Linked DNA regions of Mus musculus: region 2 is linked to region 1. The links are chromatin contacts, called in public HiChIP or PLAC-seq maps. All regions are on one chromosome and are shown on one strand. The core of a region is the stretch at or near the end of the contact, and the rest is flanking DNA. Distances in the headings are between cores, read along the strand shown. Region 1 overlaps Tiam1 (T cell lymphoma invasion and metastasis 1). Region 2 overlaps Gm35714 (a long non-coding RNA gene).

Region 1 (5,615 bases), core at 2,074-4,573:
CAGAGAGATGGGCAAGTAGGGATGAAATTAGCAGATATGACGGTTTTAACAAACTCTAGAAATTGGTGTTTAAGACCGCTTTCAAAATGTAAATCTCCTTCTAACTATCTGAATGATGATACAAATCTATTTACAAAGAATGCAAACACACCTTGGGCAGAATTATAGCTCAGAATTCGGTGGAGGGCTCAGCTGTCACTCAGCTGAGACTTCCCAGGGCAGCTCTGTCTGGACCCTAACATTTAACATCTATCTAATTCGACAGCAAATGTGTCACGGGTGCGGTACCCCTACATTATGAGGACGTCTCCCTACATTGGCTACAACGTGTTGCTTGTACACGGGTTGTTTTTCCCCTTTGGCAGAAATGGACCCAAAGTACACAAAGCTGTTTGTAATTTAGCAAGTGTTCAAGATTACAGATTGTCAACACAGTACAGCACACAACCTGCTGCTTGCTCTCGGGGTCAGACAAAAGCCTCCTTCTTTAGGAGAGCAAGTGTTCGGCTACTTCCTCACTGAAACTTGGCCTTCCTCAAACACACCATATAGTTGCAGCCATCAAACTATGACAGAGTGAGACCTCCAGTCTCCACAAAGATCTGTGGGAGAGCTGCAATTCCCTATACTATGGACAGGGGGTAGGAGTGTGAGTTTCCTTTACACAATAGTTTCAGCCCTATCCAGAGAGATTTATGTAAGCGCATTTCCACAAAGGTTCAAATAAATTTTTTGCATGACCTGCCAAGTGAAGCCTTTTTGGAAATCTGTATGAGCCAGAACCAGGGGACGCTACAGAATCTCTGTCAGGTCCTGTTCAGGAGTAAGCCTTGAGGTGAATATTCCCCAAAAGTCACTTGCTTCTACTCACCAGGGCATGAAAAGATGACACGGAGAAGATCCCGAGGCGGCCCATGGCCACCTTCGTGGGCCGGCTCGCAAAAGCAAGCAGCCTTTTGGGGTTTGGCAGCTCCCCGCCCTGGAGGCTGGCGAGGTAACAGCGGAATCGGAACAGGTCCATCTGGAACTGTTCGAGGTTCTGCTCCCAAACGAAGATCTACAGTCGTGGGGGGGGGGGGGGAGGAGACAGGGGGAGAGAAAAGGGTCAGGGAAGGTAAGAGCAAACGTTAGCCACCGTCTTCTCCAAGAGCCTTGCAGATCTGTTTATCGTAAGGCACAATTATAATCCCAGAGGGTAAACAACGGGGGGGGGGGTGTCTCTTAGGGTGCATGCGCTCTTGTTTACAAAGACCTGTAACCATAAACTCAGTATCAGAAACAAAGTACATTGTTAGTTACTGGTGCTCTCCTAGCCAAGATGTCATGGGTCATGGAGAGTGTGTGTGTGTGTGTGTGTGTGTGTGTGTGTGTGTGTGTAATTTCTGACCACTAACCTAAGATGGAAGGAATGAAAATGGAGGGATTCCCAGTACCAGGGAACTTTCATGTGGGCTAAGAGAGAGCTTTTACCAAGGAAAGAAAAGAAAAAGAAAGTCAGTTAAAGGTCAAAAGCAAATAAACTAAAGGCTTTGGTAAACACGGTAAGCACGGGGTGGTAAGAAAGGGTTGGAGGTAGGAAGCTGTCAGTGGTGGAGACCCAGATACTGGGTAAGGGGTCCCACCCACAGCTAGTGCCCACACACGTGTCTCTGTCACTCAAAGTGGCAAGATATCCTCTAGCTACTGATATGACATTCAAGCAAGATCACAGAGGGGTGAGGTGCATTCAAGAATAACACGCTGACACAGACTGTAAGCTCCTGGGGCTGGAGAGATGACTCAGCAGCTAAACGCTCTTGTTGCTCTGACAGGACCCGGGGTCTGTTCCCAGCACCCACGGGACAGCTCATGACTGCCTATAACTTCATCTCTAGCGGTTCCGATGCCCTCTTCTAACCTCTGTGGGCACCAAGAATGTGCGCGATGCCCAGACACGCCACAAACGACACTCACACACTTAAAGTCAAATTTTCAAAAAGGACAACGTGAGAGCTGAGGGGTCATCAGTGACATCTCCCTTTCTAATCTCTGGTAAAACTCCGTGAGAACCCAGACGCTCGTGACGGCAGTATTCCCAGCAGCCGAGAAGCTGCAAATGGCTCAAATGCTCATCTAAGGAGAGACGGTCCAGGGGTGTGTCTGGACAGGGAATAAGGAACGGGGCCCGAAGGAGGAAGGTGTGCCGATGTGTAAGCGAGGGGGTGCACATCAACTCCAAGAGGCCCTGCTAAGGGAAGAAGGCAGGCGAAAGGGTCGCATACTAAGCGAATACATTATTAGGGAACAACTCAAAGGGAAACCTCTCAAGACAGGGAGCCAGAGGCTGAGGGAGGCAAACACGGAGTTAGGTTCCTTCTAGAACTGGATGTGGGAAGTGGCACCTAATATCTCACATGCGCTGACCGCTAAGCTGTTGTTCGATTCAAATGGTTTTTTTGCTATGCGAATTTGCCTTGTGAGTTGCTTTGTGAATTTACAGCAACCAATAACAGAAAGAATAGAACAAAGGGCACTCTGTACCCTATAGCTATAGTGACCACGTACAGACTTTTGCCTTGTCATTATTCCTTAAACACCACAGCACAGCAATTATTTACATAACATATCTACCAGGTACCACAAATGATGCAGGGATGGGTTATGAAAACATACGACGCCATCTTTTATGTCAAGGACCAGGGCACACACAGATTTGGGATTCTGCAAGGTTCTTGAAACCAATTCCCAATGTGTAGTGAGGGCGAGCTGAGTGGACTTTGAGAAACACCCGTCACTTTTTAAATGTGAGTTCACTGAGGAGCCAGGAATCCTCCGCACAGGTGAGCCCTATGATAAGGTGAGGAAGGACATCATAGATTTCAAATGGCACAGATTCCCCTGGAAACACGTGGACTGGAAGGATTCGGAAGGCCCTCCCCTCCCATTTCTGCCTTCTGTTCAATGTCTTATCGTTCCCGTCAGCGCAAAAACAATCAACTCTGAACAAAGGGCGAGGAAATCTGACAGTCACAATAAAGAGTTTACCAGTCTGGGTGACAGGCTGTCTCCGAGAGAACAGAAGCTGTTTCAGGATCCCCAGACAGCAACAAAAAAACAAAAGCGCTAACAAATCTGGCCCGCTCCAGACGCACAAAGGCGGTCGGTCACCTGGTCTAGGATGGTCTTCTTCTTCTTCGAGTCGGTGACGGAAGACAGCTGCATCTCCCCCATCTTCTTCATCTTCTCGTCCATGTCGATCTTCTGCTCCAGCTTCTTGATTTCCGACTTGAGGAGGCGGAGCGTGTCCTCCTTGTGGTGGTGCCTTGCGACGGCAGCTGCGCAGGCAGAGTGGATGGCGGTGATCCAGTTCTCCAGCTCTGTCTGGCTCGTGGTCTACAGGAGAAGGGAGCAGGGAGAAGAAGCCTCTTCATACAAGGTCACAGAAACTAGCAGTGAGTCCCGGGAGGCAGTGTCTCTGAGGCCAGGTGTCAGGTCTAGACAGACAGACAAGACAGACAGACCGACCACACACACACACACACACACACACACACACACACACAAACCTACCTTAACACACCCCTTCTAGAAATCCACAAAGGAGGGCTAACCCCAACCCCACACCACACCCCCTCAAACAGCACCCTTGAACAAGCTGCATGCTAACAACCAACGCACCCAGTCTTAAGCAGCTCTATCAAAACCAGGGCAAGGAGAGGCTCAAGGCGGCCAGGACCAGTACAGCCTCCAGGTCTCCAGGAATGCATCCATGTGCAGCAGTGAGCCACTCACAAACCACCAACAGCTTGTTTGTTTAACGAGAACACTTGAGAGCATTATGTGGCCCATGCCAAGGGACAGGTGACCCCCAAATAGGGATAGCATAAGACAAAGATGCTCTGCAAGGCAAAAGTGGCAACATTTGGGGGCAAAAACTCATGTGATAACTTGTTATTAAAAAATTCACATGATCTGTACAAGCTCAAACCAGACCAAATCCCCAGGATGAAAGGGTGGAGTAGGCACCCCGAGCTCACCCCAGCTCACCCCTAGCTCAACCTAGCTCAGGCTAGCTCACCCCTAGCTCAACCTAGCTCAGGCTAGCTCATCCCCTAGCTCAGCCTAGCTCAGGCTAACTCAGCCTAGCTCACCCCTAGCTCAGGCTAGCTCACCCCTAGCTCAGCCTAGCTCACCCCTAGCTCAGCCTAGCTCACCCCTAGCTCAGCCTAGCCGGGGAGCTACTGGTATTTGACTGCTGCTGTGAGAGGGGCATCTCTTTGCTCTAACGATGAGACATCTGGTTTATCAGTCATACTCCAGGGTGAGCAGGCTCCACACCAAGGAGCAGTCTCCAACACAAACTTGACTCAATGGGTTAAAAGAGAGACAAAGAGGAAGTTAGAGATGGCGTGGGAAGAGACAAACAGATAGACAGACAGACAGGTGGGTAGGGAGGGAGGTGGAAAAAGATCTGGAGGAGTTGGGGGATGGGCAAGTATAATCAAAATAGGTTATATAAAATTCTCCAAAATATTAATAAAAACACTTTTTTCAAAACTAGGAGATCAGTCAGGAAATATTTGTAAAAATGGAGATGACGAACTTTTCCAGGTATTCCCTTAAGCCCAAAGAACTCCGTAAAGGCACCGGGTTTAGCTTAGCTGAAGAAATGACTGGCTCAGTCACTGCGACACTAAGGTGGCTGCTGCCATCATTTTTCCCTTGCAGGGCAGTAATCTGTATTTTTACCTAACTCGCTGGTTGGCTTACCAACAAAATTCTTATCAGGACCCCTGCCCCCCTCCAGCATATTATTCCTCGGTGCCTAAGAATGGAAATTTTAGTTAAAGGACAACAGAAGCCATCGATAATCATCCTGAATCCGAAAGCTTTGTATTCCTCCAAAGAAATAGCGTCCAATATTAAAAATGTCTTGCGAGAAAACCAGCTAAGAAGCCTGAAAGATTCGATGGTTGCTGTGCTTATAAAGAGAAACGCGTTGCGGATAAAGACTTCCATCGTCTGTCTGCACGTGCTCAGAACTGGACAGAGAGAGTGACTGGCGAGCAGATGGAATGGATTTCTGCAGACTGAGCAGGGAGAGAGCATGAGGTGGGAGCACTACGGCCACAGGCGACTCCGAGGGGTAATCATGGTAATTATGGGCAAGGAGTTGCCTTCTGCATAGAAGCAAGAACACCGACTCCTGAAGAACTTAGCCTTATCTTCCCTGTCAAGTTCCTTGTCTTACACCTTTCCCCTGAAAGAGTTTAAGCTCCTCCCACAAACAGTGACCCCCTCCAGCCACTGCCAGGCTGATGCACTGTCTGAGCCCTGCCCCCCCAGCCCCACCCCCGTCCCCCCAAGAGAGGCTGCTTTGATTGGCTGAGTTATGTTTCCTGATTTTTATTTGTTTATCTGGGCTGGTTTTCAGAGACAGGTTAAGACAGCTTAGGTGGCCCAAACTCTTGATCTTTTATCCTTGGCCTCCCAAGTGACTACGGGATTACCAGGGTGAGCCACCAAGCCTGGTCACATTTTTATTTTTGTTAGTGAAAGAATCAACTCAGATGGAAAAGTAATAACGTGGATTATTTTCTACAAAAGAAACCAGTAACTCCGGTGTTGGCAAACAT
Region 2 (5,615 bases), core at 1,757-4,256, 330 kb after region 1:
GGCACAGTAGCAGTGCTCATGTCTTGGTTGTAACCAACAGCTCTCCAATTGAACTTAAGGTTTGCTCAACAAAACTAGTACTGAAAGCTTAGCAACTTTCTGAGGTTAGTGAGGTCATGATTTTGGAGGAGAATCTATAAGCCCCACTTCACTGAGCTAGCATAATCCCTAACTATACTCTAAATATTTACTCTTATACATACATACATACATACATACATACATACAAGTGTAGCTTTCACTCCTCAATATAGAAACTCTTTGCAACTGATAGAGACCATTTCAGAAAAATACATCCAATGAAAATGTAGAGAACAAGTGGTCATGTGGTGCTCAGTCCCAAAGAACACAAGGACAACATAGAGAACACAGGGACAACACAGAGAACACAGGACAGCACAGAGAGAACTCAAGGACAACACAGAGAACACAAAGACAACACAGAGAACACAAGGACAACACAGAGAACACAAGGACAACACAGAGAACACAAGGACAACACAGAGAACACAAGGACAACACAGAGAACACAAAGACAACACAGAGAACACAAGGACAACACAGAGAACACAAGGACAACACAGAGAACACAAAGACAACACAGAGAACACAAGGACAACACAGAGAACACAAAGACAACACAGAGAACACAAGGGCAACACAGAGAACACAAGGACAACACAGAGAACACAAGGACAACACAGAGAACACAAGGACAACACAGAGAACACAAAGACAACACAGAGAACACAAGGGCAACACAGAGAACACAAGGACAACACAGAGAACACAAGGACAACACAGAGAACACAAGGACAACACAGAGAACACAAAGACAACACAGAGAACACAAGGGCAACACAGAGAACACAGGACAACACAGAGAACACAGGGACAACATAGAGAACACAGGACAACACAGAGAACACAGGACAACACAGAGAACACAAGGACAACACAGAGAACACAGGACAACACAGAGAACACAAGGACAACACAGAGAACACAAGGACAACACAACACAGCTCCTGCACTATGGCTCAGGGAACACTGTGGAAGAATATGGGAGAAGTGGAAGAAGGATTGTAAGAGCCAGAGGCATAGGATGTCTACCGTGAGATTTCACCTCCTAAAAATACCAGAAAAGCTACACCCATGAACATAGCTGCCTAAACAAGACCCGAACAAGGATGGCATCAACAGAGAGGCTAACACGGACCAGGGAGATCCCGTGGAGCCCCAACCCTAGACAAAGAACTACAGGCAACCTAACACATACCTTATACAGAAAAGGAGAGAATAAAGAGAAGAGAGGGTGCTGGCTCACCCCTTAGTCCCGGTACTTGGAAGGCTGCGGCATGAGGATTACTGTGAGGCCAGCCTGGGCTACATAGTGAGTTCCAGGGCTATAAAGCAAGCTCACTGAACCATCTTGCCACCCCTTCATTCGTTTTTTTTTTTTGTAGCGATGTGGTACTCCACTGTGAGACACGCTATAATTTATTCAAAAGACATTTTTACATATGGACACGGTTTAAAGAATTTTTGGAGTTACAAATTACATATAGTAGCTTATTTCAGGCCGATGTCTGCCTGTCCATCATCTATTGATCATTTTCATAGTTCCTAAGTATCTTGAAGCGAGAGTTCTGCTTTGTCATACCGTTTCGGATTCCTGGATTCCTTGTCTACTCTACAGACCTCATATTGTTTTGTATTCTCAAGACTAAGCACACAATGGCATTACCGTTCTGCTGGACAACAAGTGCAGTGTAACTGATCTAACCTCGGGGGTTTTCTCGTATGTGCAGAGCTGGCATTCACCGTGAAAATGCCCCCAGAGGCCTTAATTCCAACAAGGGGCTTTTTTTGGGCTTTGAGTATTATTCTTCAGGGAATATTCAATTCCTTTTCTTCCCCCCAGACAAGAGAAGTGGTTAGTCAGCTTACAGGAATGGGCTCTTCATGGCCACAGTCATCAAATGTGCCTCTACATAAGTGGGCAAGCAGTACACTTGTGCTGAACCATGGCATCTGCATGGAGCTGGCCACTTCTGTCTCAGTCCCCACAGCACCTCTTCCTGGAGGCACACAGATAATGTCTTCCCAGTAAGGAGGAAATGAGGAGATTCAGAGAGAGCAAAAGGCTTACCTGGAAAGTGGAAAATCCAAGACTAGAGTCACATGTTCAGAGTCCTAGCCCAAGACTAAAGACTTTGGGCACTGGTTCCCAAGATCTCTCTCATGTCTCATGACAGTAAGGGCCAGGGTTTCACTACTACTTCTACATTCAGTAGTTCACGACATGGCAGCAATTATATTTACAGTTATGATTTTTTTAAAAAACAAAAGGACAAAGATTGACAGCATCCAAGGAGGGAAAAACAGTTTCATATGCAAAGCTTCCCTGCGTCCTTAACCAGCGAAGTCTTAGGTGATATTGAATGTTTTTGGAAAAAATGTGTGACTGTGAGTGTGACAGAGTGCAGGGCAGGAGTGTGCCACAGTGTGAGTGTGACAGAGCACAGGGTAGAAGTGTACCACAGTATGACTGTGAGTGTGACAGTCTCAGGACAGGAGTGTGCCACAGTGTGACTGTGAGTGTGACAGTCTCAGGACAGGAGTGTGCCACAGTGTGACTGTGAGTGTGACAGAGTACAGGGCAGGAGTGTGCCACAGTGTGACTGTGAGTGTGACAGTCTCAGGGCAGGAGTATGCCACAGTGTGAGTGAGTGTGACAGGGCAGGAGTGTGCTACAGTGTGAGTGAGTGTGACAGGGCACAGGGCAGAAGTGTGCCACAGTTGAGTCTTATGGACATGGCAGCTGACCCATCGGTTGGTCTCCTCAGTTTTTAATCACTTCCGGGGTCAGGCTGATATTTCTTGTCCAAATCTCTCACCATAAATTAGACTATAGGGCATTACGCAAGGGCGTACAGCTAACAGCACTCTTATCAGACAGGTCATCCCAAGAGTCGAGATATGGTTTCCCAGGAGCTGAGGACAAAGGTTTAGAATTCTTTATTGCACAATCTACTCTCTCTGCAACCCACTGTTGTAAGTGTGTGCCCTGCGGGCCATCACATTGGATTTATGTGAGTTTCTGTGCCCACAGAAAGGGAAATCCAATTTGACTACAAAACATGACTGGGAAATAGAATGTGAACATCCCAGAAGGGGAAGACAAGGCACAGGGGACACATAGGTGAACTTTATGAAGACAGAAATGCAGTAAGTTCCAAGGACAGAGAAGTCACGTCTGGAGTTTTTCTCTGTGCTGTCCATGTAGAAGCAAAGTGCTGGTTGGAGCCCATTGATTGCTGGTTCCAGTCCTGTTCCTGACTGATTGCACAGAGGACACCTAGGGCAAGTTCGGGGTTGGGGGGGGGGGGGTTGGGGGGAGTCTGAAAAGCCAACCCAACTGTGGTGTCAAGCTGCATTCAGAGTGAGGGAACCTCACTCGGCTTGCAGCCTGTGCAGTCGGTGTGGGCTCACCCCTGTACTCACTTTCTTATCTTTGCTATATTGGTAGTGGGAAAGGACCGCACCACCACTAGGGCAAAGTTCAACAGGAAGGAAGCCAAGGCTTATCATCTGGAGGAGCAGGAGCGGGGGCGGGGCGGAGGTGGGCGGGGCGGAGATCGGAGGAAACGCTGGGGCCGTGTGGAGGGTTGGAGGAACTGGCAGTGGTGCGCTTTTGCCCCAACCTGGACTGACCTCAAGGAGGACCTGGCACGTTTCTCTTCTCCCTAGTTCTGAGCCTACCCTCTGCCCCTTTAAGATTTCAGTTCGCCTCTAATCTTCCAGGGAAAATCGCTGGGCTCTGGACCGCCTCCCAAAGACGCCTGTGTTAGCAGCCTGGTCACCAGAGGGTGGTGCTGTTGGGAGAACGGAGAAGATTGAGAAGGGAGACTCAGCCCTCAACCAGGCCCCAGACTGTACGGTGGAGGGTGGAGCGGAGGATACTTACAGGGCAGAGCAGCATTCGACTTAGGGTGTGGGGTAGGTGACTGGAGCTGCGTTAGTCATGATCTGTGTGTCTGTAACCAAGCTCTGTGGTTTGCCATGCGATACACAAGAGGAAAAGGCCCAGCGTGACGGCACACACCAGCAGTTCTAGCCCTTGGAGCTGGAGGTAGGAGGATCAACAGTTTGAGGCCAGCCTGGGCTACATGAGACAACAATTCAAACAAACAAACAAACTCCCTCTCCTCCAGCCAAGCAAGATGCCCAAGGGGAAGAAGGCCAAGGGGAAGAAGGTGATCCCCACCCCCCATCGTGAGGAAACAGAAGAGGTGGTCAATCCTTTGTTTGAGAAAAGGCCCAAGAACTTAGACAGGATATCCAGCCCAAAAGAGATCCAACACGCTTCACCAAATGGCCCCGCTACATCAGGCTGCAGCGGCAAAGAGCCATCCTCTATAAGCGACTCAAAGTACCTCCTGCCATTAACCAGTTCCCCCAGGCCCTGGACAGATGCCCTACTGCATCATCAAGGGAAAGGCCAGGCTGGGGCATCTGGTCCACAGGAAGACACGCACCACTGTTGCCTTCACACAGGTTAACTCGGAAGACAAGGGTGCTCTGGCTAAGATGGTGGAAGCTATTAAGACCAATTACAATGACAGATAGGATGAGATCTGCTGCCACTGGGGAGGCAACATCCTGGGTTCTAAGTCTGTGGCTCGCATTGCCAAGTGGAAAAGGCAAAGGCTAAAGAATTCGCCACTAAACTGGGTTAAACGCACACTAAGTTCTCTGTACATAAATATAATTACAAAATTATCTCTCACCCCCCCAAAAAAAAACCCAAAGGAAAAAAAAAAAAAAAAGAAGAGGGAAGATATGAGGAAGAGGAAGAAGCTACAGTGTTATCACGACCTAAAAATAGCATTTTCAGTCTCCTGAAAAAGGCTCCACGAGTCTCCTCAGCAGACAGAGCCTGAGTTCTAGGTGTCCGACCTTAGGCACACACTTCGTGAGTTGGAGCCTCAGTCTCCCCAGCCCTGGAAGTGGTGATGGGAATCTTTCTCCTCCACCACTGGGTAGACACAGAGAAAAGCATTTGCCACTTGAGACTAATTCCTCAGTCTGATCCCTGAAATCAATTGTGAAATGGGGAAGTGACTCCTGAAAGCTTTCTTCTGCCCTCCACATGTGCTCCTTGATACATATGCCTCTGTACACGCTCGTGTCTGCACACGCACACACGCATACACGCACGCACAGCCTTTCAGGGGAGACTGAGGGTCAAATGCAATGATGTGTGCAGAGCCAGGCGCAAAGACTCCTGACACAAGGGGACTGCTGCATAAACTACAAGTTCTCCTCTGTACAGAACAAAGCCGTGGTGGCCTCAGGTTTCAGAATGGAGGATGGAAACTTGCAGGACCTGGGGCGCAGTCTTCTAACCATCTCTTGCGGCAAGAGGCAGTTGTACATTGTAGCGACTGTTGTGTAACAGGTTACATAACCACTCAGGGAAGCTAACTCCGCTGGAGAGCTGAGATTCACTGCCGTGGTCATGCAGAGGGAAACCACGTGCCTCTCAGTTCATTCCCCCTACTCATAGTGTGCCCTAGCCCAGCGCGACCACCACTGGTGCTTGCTGGAGG

The links. HiChIP or PLAC-seq counts read pairs in DNA pulled down with a chosen protein or histone mark.
Region 2: an H3K27ac HiChIP or PLAC-seq map of extraembryonic endoderm stem cells shows a contact between it and region 1. The contact joins two enhancer-like sites. A contact is called at or near these places in 1 of 15 datasets of contacts at CTCF or cohesin (the NIH/3T3 cell line), 8 of 484 Hi-C or Micro-C datasets (B cells, CD4 T cells, bone marrow-derived macrophages and 5 more), 17 of 115 datasets of contacts at active chromatin or transcription factors (bone marrow-derived macrophages, embryonic basal ganglia, embryonic forebrain and 10 more) and 4 of 9 other capture datasets (adipose tissue, embryonic stem cells, liver and 1 more).

Annotation. Positions count from the first base shown.
Region 1 is chr16:89,864,363-89,869,977 of GRCm38.p6, forward strand. Tiam1 (T cell lymphoma invasion and metastasis 1) reads right to left here. Exons shown (of 28, transcript NM_009384.3): 7 at 3,148-3,372; 8 at 872-1,057. Among named protein-coding and RNA genes, the nearest start is that of Gm52239, 73 kb to the left of the region's middle. Within about 2 kb of position 3,324, at least 7 of the 459 cell types and tissues checked have an H3K27ac peak or open chromatin away from gene starts, as enhancers often do. A contact at or near this core is called in extraembryonic endoderm stem cells, where this site is marked.
Region 2 is chr16:90,193,920-90,199,534 of GRCm38.p6, forward strand. It overlaps Gm35714 (a long non-coding RNA gene), which reads right to left. Exons shown (of 3, transcript XR_003951898.1): 2 at 3,971-4,129; 3 at 3,394-3,878. Among named protein-coding and RNA genes, the nearest start is that of Gm35714, 7.1 kb to the right of the region's middle. Within about 2 kb of position 3,007, at least 40 of the 459 cell types and tissues checked have an H3K27ac peak or open chromatin away from gene starts, as enhancers often do. A contact at or near this core is called in extraembryonic endoderm stem cells, where this site is marked.